2 separate regions of the Gossypium hirsutum genome follow, and region 2 is linked to region 1. The links are chromatin contacts, called in public Hi-C maps. All regions are on one chromosome and are shown on one strand. The core of a region is the stretch at or near the end of the contact, and the rest is flanking DNA. Distances in the headings are between cores, read along the strand shown.

Evidence for each region. Hi-C and Micro-C count contacts between places; a contact is called where the count stands out from the background.
Region 2: a contact with region 1 is called in a Hi-C map of leaf, with 3 times the contacts expected there. The contact joins the promoter of LOC107957102 here to the promoter of LOC107957100 in region 1. A contact is called at or near these places in 9 of 34 Hi-C or Micro-C datasets (callus, fibers, hypocotyl and 1 more).

What each region holds. Positions count from the first base shown.
Region 1 is chrA05:86,067,500-86,070,900 of Gossypium_hirsutum_v2.1, forward strand. LOC107957100 (protein MAEA homolog) reads right to left here and starts at 2,128. Exons shown (of 7, transcript XM_016892522.2): 1 at 1,632-2,128; 2 at 707-901. The coding sequence starts at 1,970.
Region 2 is chrA05:86,277,314-86,280,408 of Gossypium_hirsutum_v2.1, forward strand. It overlaps LOC107957102 (cingulin-like protein 1), which reads left to right and starts at 1,263. Exons shown (of 8, transcript XM_041112656.1): 1 at 1,263-1,510; 2 at 1,603-1,776; 3 at 2,394-2,445; 4 at 3,053-3,095.

The sequences.
Region 1 (3,401 bases), core at 878-3,377:
CACAAAAACATTCAATTAAGTATAAGCATATTTGTAGGCAAATGGTGATGGAAAAGATAATTTTATTTATTTTATATAAAGACATGTTTAATTCAAAGAAAACAGCAGAATCTTGGTTAAACCAAGCTAGTTCTCTAGAGAGGTTGCATGTGATGTGAAACTTATGAACAGCCGTAACTTCTAAATGTATGCCAAAACAAGCATAAAGCCTCTATTGGACCTCCACAGTTATACGAGGAATTAATTGGAAAATGTTGTGAAGATACAGGCAAAGATGACAAGAATGTTTTCAGTGATGAGCATTTAAGGAAAAAAAACTGTCCAGCCAAAGCTAGATAACTGCTGAATGACAAAACATTCTAATTCAAAAGGTTAAAACATGTATTAATATAAAGAAAATACAATGCCATCCTGATTCAATGTAATTCTGCTTGTTAGTCCTATCTTATTCTCTGATTATAAAAAAAGGCAGAGCATACTTTTAGTGGCTAACTCCATAGAAAACTTATGAAATTAGAATTGAGAATTCGTGCATACATTTCACCATGTTATTATCGCATTCAAGGTATTTAATTTATATAAATTTGATACCTTAATAATATATATATAGGTTTGGAGACATGGTATATGTTGTGTTACTGTTATTTCTTCATGTCAGGTCTAACATTGTCATGTCTATATGAAATGAAGCAAGCATGTAAAGTACCTGTATGTTGCTGCTTTCTGCCAGCTTCATTGCAGAGTCATAGTATGACATACGCGACATATAGTCCACAAGGATCCGCTTCAATTGCACATTATTCCATTCAGAAAGGTTCTCAGCATCAGCTGAATCTAAGTGATCAAGACGAGCACGACACCTATGAGCTTGCAAGTTCTCTGCATGACTCCCCTCTTCCAACTGGATGATAAAGAACATATAGACTTTAGTAGATCACTATGCATTAACGACTTAAGAAGGGCTACTCAGTACTTTGGATAATAAATTACTAAAACACAAAATACAATCCAGTTGCTCAGATAAGAAGAAAAATAAATCTACCGTGACTACTAAATACAGCGACCAACTAATCTGCAAAGGTTATACTTGTTAAATTGAATAAAAATTATTGAATTACGTAAAATGCCGATTGATAAACAGATATATGTATGCGCGCGTATGTAAAGCAAAAAAGTGAACAATATTGGCAGGGGTTTCTACAGACCATTACTTAATTTAGGTTAGACAGTTTTGCAATTAAACATAATTTATCCCTTAATCCAGTAAGATAAGATTCAAAACTCTTCAACTTATTCGATATTTCAACTTTCCATACAAATTGACGAGTTTTAGATTTATTCTTGCTTTAATTCTACAAATTCATATTATCAAATTTAAGTGAAATTGTCAAAATTTCAACTTTCATACAAGTCCAGCTCTTTTACATCGAATTAATTATTCTCTTCATTTTCATAAAAATTCATTAATTTTAGATCATATAAAAACATAGCCATTTTTCACTCAAAATATCCAAAACTACTTTCTGCCTTTTAGACCTCCAAAAGTTAAAAGGAACATAATTTTGCTAATTCCAATACAGATCACATTAAATTAACTTAAAAAGAAAGAAAGAAAAAATCTCTTCTTTTACCTTGCGCTTGATGCCTTGCAAACGGGAAACAAGGGAAGTGAGACTCAAAATGGCATCGTCTTTGGATATTTCGTCGGAGTCAGCCACGTCAGTGACGCTTGAAATAACGGCAGAGACTTCTTTCTCGACTGTTCGGTGATTGGTTCGGATTGTTTTCTTGAAATGTTCAAAAGGAACACGCAAGAATTGGTGCTCTAATTTTAACGATTCCGTCAGATGGCTCAATTTCGAGGACGGCGTCGTGTTCGATGCGACGGTAATTGCGGTTGTCGCTGCTGCGGTTTCGGGGCTTGTTGCGGCATTCGAACCGCTACCGTTTGGAAGTGGATCGATTTCCATTCGAAGGGGAAAGAAACCGGTTTGAGTTCAAGGAAGAGTGGAGACGAGAAGAAAGGAATGATTAGTAGCTTTCTTACGGTGATGTGGTGAAACGACAGCGTCTTTTACGATAGAGCAACTGGATCTGATTGTGGACCGAGCTTTGCCAAAAATTTTCTATGGGATAATTACAAATTAGCGGTTAACATTTACAATTTTTGTAAATTTAATTTTCATTTTTTTATTGAGTTAAATTTATCAAAATATTAACTAAACCATTAATTTTTTAAGTATACGATGTTGACACATTATTATTTCTCTTATATGTCATATTAACAAATAATATAAAAATATTTAAAAATAAAAAATTTAAAAATTTAAGAAAATTGTATGAAGTACACGCGGATTGCATTATAGGCTACCATGTTTAAAATTTTAATATTTTGGTCAGCATTTCTCTTAAAAAAACAACAATTTAGCTCTTTCGAAAAGACTGATAGCTTTTAAAAAAAATTGATAGTTAAATTCAACCATTTTTAAAAATATTGAAGGTTAAATTTAGCTTAAAAAAGAACAAGGGCCAAATAGATAAAATTTGTAAACATTAAGAGCTCATTTTGTCATTGTGCCTTTTTTCTACTAGTCTAATTACAAATTGAGGAAGTTATTAATCAACAAAGTTTGAACCTTAGTCATCGAGTGCCAACAAGAAGCCTTAATCCCTTCAACCAATGGTAAGTTTGGTCCCCTTCAACAAAATATTACGTTTCGTAATAAGGTTACAAAAATGCAAGGTTACGAGTGGAATGTAAAATTAATTTACTTCGATTCATTTAGCTAGAATATAAGATCCAAATGTTTGGTTGATAAAATGTAATATTGTTATTATTATATAATTTTGTCTTTTACAATTTCATTTCTTTAACATTTTTTAGTCTCAAAATTTTCATAGAAGTATAATAATTTAATAAATTCATTGTTATTGCACCTTAACTTTATCATATGAATTTAATTAAAAACTATTGAACTTTAAAATTATGACAAAATCGCGCTTCAGCGTACATGTATTCAACAGAGAAAATTATAAAGATATATAACATGTGCAGTGTATTGCTGGTATAACAAGTCTACTTGCAATATTTATATAAAAAAATACAATGAAACACCTTATAGAGTATCCCAATGATCGAATCCATAAGAGATCGATAAAAAAATTGAATTCACGTCAATAAGAATGCAAGCTAGAAAGTCTAAATAGTTAGTACTAAACAACCTATAGTACAACAAAAAATAAATAGAATGTTTGAGGCTAAACTAATATCTAAGGACCTAATTGTAAAGATATCCAAATTTGTAAAAGAGATAATCAAGACAAAATGGTAGCTGGTTAATTTCCATGTTCATAATTAACTCTTAGATTAGGAAATTTAGTAGAATAATTTTCTAATCGAA
Region 2 (3,095 bases), core at 13-2,512, 210 kb after region 1:
TAGCTTTATTGACATCAAATACATATGGATTGTCACGTGGATGCCACATAAGCAATTAATTAATTTTTTTAAAATTAAAAAGTATAAAATATTTTTTATTTTAAAAATTAATTGATTGTTGACATGACATTATGTAAATGATATGTCAGAAAAGTTAACAAGCATTAATTTTTTTATTAAATTTAAAATAATTTGATAAATAATGTAAATTAAAAAATTAAAAAAGATAAATATTAAATGAATATTAAAAAAATTAAAATTGAAGTACAAAATAAATTATTATGCATTTCATAAAATATTATCTTTTATTGTGTAATCTTTGCATTGAGAAAGAAAATGATTCTTGTAATCCCAAAGAAGTTGCATGAATTAAGGGAATTGGCATCATTATGTTTAATGAAAAAGTCAAAAAGTTTCCTAACCTACCTTTTTTTTTTTAGAAAAAAGCTTGGAGATTATGTCCACTAGTTTGGTTTTTTGGTAAAAAAAAAACCTAATCTTTATCTACTAATTTTTATTATCTACAAATATTTTTATTAGAATTTAATTAATATTCAAATAGCCACTTAGACAAATTTGCATTCAATTTTATTCGATCAGAGCATTAGAAGAAAACATTCGAATTTATAACCTTTAAATTGCGGTAATAATAACCATGTTAATAGAATAAAAAGTAAAACTCCTACGGCTGCACAAATTGAATTTAATGTAATTTAATTTAAATTAACATTAAATTCAATTTTTAATATTTATCATGTTTATTTTAATTTATATATTCAATATTTTTATCATTTCTCCTAATAATATTATTTTCAATCAACTCGTATTTTATTAAAGTAATAAATATTTTACTATTTTATTTAACGACATAGTAATAAATTCAAATTTTTAAAAATCTTAATGTTATATATTTTAGTAAATTCAATTTATAATAATGAAATGAAAATTATACTAAAAATTCAAAATCATGATAGTGAATTGTATTTTTATGAATTATATCATCATAAAAAAACATTTAATTTAATAATTAGTATGAATTTAATTCTAATTCGATTCATATCGATAAAAAAATAATCCTCTTATTAAATGTACGGGAAGAAACTATGCTAGATCTAGACAATTGTATAAAAAAAGTAATTAGTATATAATACTCAACGCAAAAGCGTTAGTTCAAAGACGAAAATACCCTGAACCTTTTCTCATATTTTCTCCGTTCTGCTATTGGTTGCCGCTCGCTCTTATTAATTCCCCCTCACCATAATTTTCCCTCTGTAAACCATAACGGCCAAACGTCTTCCGTTGCCGTTAAAACCAAAATCGCAAACGATCTTTAATGCCGGTCGGTAACGTCGTTGATTCCATGCCTTTCTGCGCTTTCACTTTCTTTGCTTTATCTTTGATAACTTCTGTTTTAAGAACCTTAAATTTCGAGGGATTATTATTATTTTCTAATTCGAATTTTGAGAAAACTTAAACTTTCTTAACAACATACAGTTTCTCTCCTTTAATGGTAAGTAACTAAATGCAAAGATTTTCTTTTCAGTGTATCGACTTCGTGAATTTACTATATTGATTTTTAATTTAAGTCTTTGGGCTTTTCAGGAAAGAAAATTTTGACCGTTTGAAGGTTTTTTTTTTTTTGTGTGTGTGTGTGTGACTATTTTTCACTGGGTGTGTTTGGTTGCTGAGAAAGTTGAAGTGGAAAAGGAAGCTTTCACCGAGTGTTTTCTCAACTCTGTTCCTAAAATTCAAATATTTTCTTCTGATTTTTTCTTGGTAAGCTAAGGCAATCATTAACAGATTGATTTCAACTCTATTGTTTTCTATTTAGTTTTTATAATTTACTTAAGGTTTTTCGTTTTTCCTTCATAATGGTATTAATTTTTTTTTATTTGATGATCACTCAACCCTGGGATCCTTGTTTTTTGTCAGAATTTTATGAATTTTATTTTATTTCTTTATTCTTCTTAAAGGTCTTTTTTTGTTTTTTGGTTAATAAAAGGTTTCTAAGGAGTCGAAAATGGTGGTGAATTTAGATTCAATCTTAAGCATTACTCTTGGCCAATCTGTTTCATATACATAATTTTGTTTCTTTAAATCATTTTGCAGGCAACTGAAATTATTTTTTAAAACAATTATATTTATATTTTCCTAAAAAAAAAAGGTATATGTGATGTGAGCCAGCTTCAAGTGGGTGTAGGATATAAATACTGTTTGATACCGAGACATTAGAATTTTTTCTGATCTTTTCGTAGGTATAAATATTAGGCATAAATTAAAGTTATTGTACTGTATTCAGGTTCTTATTTTCCTTTTGAACTTTTATTTTTTATTTTCTGTCTTTTGCCAAATCTTAATTACTAATGGTTCTTTTTTTTATCTTGGTACCCTAGTTTCGGCGTTTAGGTTTCTCATAGCTTTGTCCCAGCTGATTTGGATTCGGATGTAAGCAAATGTCAGATAATGTGTATCTTGAAATGAATATATTAATTTTCTTATAGTTTTTCATGTATTCAGTATTTAGAGGATAATATATCATTCTCATATTTTAATACGAGTAAAACACGGAAGTTAAATCCTAATCCTTAATTAAAACTGAAGAGTCTGCCAACTAAATGAATCATAAGATCTGAGTTTTACTTTTATGGTTTTCGCATTTTAATATTGTCAATACATAACCAGTGTATGATTTCTCTATATCATGTTCTTTTTCATGATTGACATCTCAATGTTGCATATGCATTCTTTTTTCTTCTATTTGATATTCCATTACCATGAACGTGATACCAGAAAAAAAAAAGAAATTAAAACATGAGATGCCATGAAAAAACACACGACACGATTACATGAACATGTCAATATATGTATAACAAGTTGTTATATATAATAACATTTTAGATATGATTATGACATGAAAAAGATAACACGAAAACAATATAAATATCTGAATTTTTTCAGTTGTATTTCTAGTGATCTTGATGATGTTTTTTGTGTGTTAATGCCATTTACCCTTTTTACAACTCACTTTTATGGTTTATATAATTGTTTACAGGTTTATTGAGGTCCATTCTTTGAGGATTGTTATGTTATAAAAG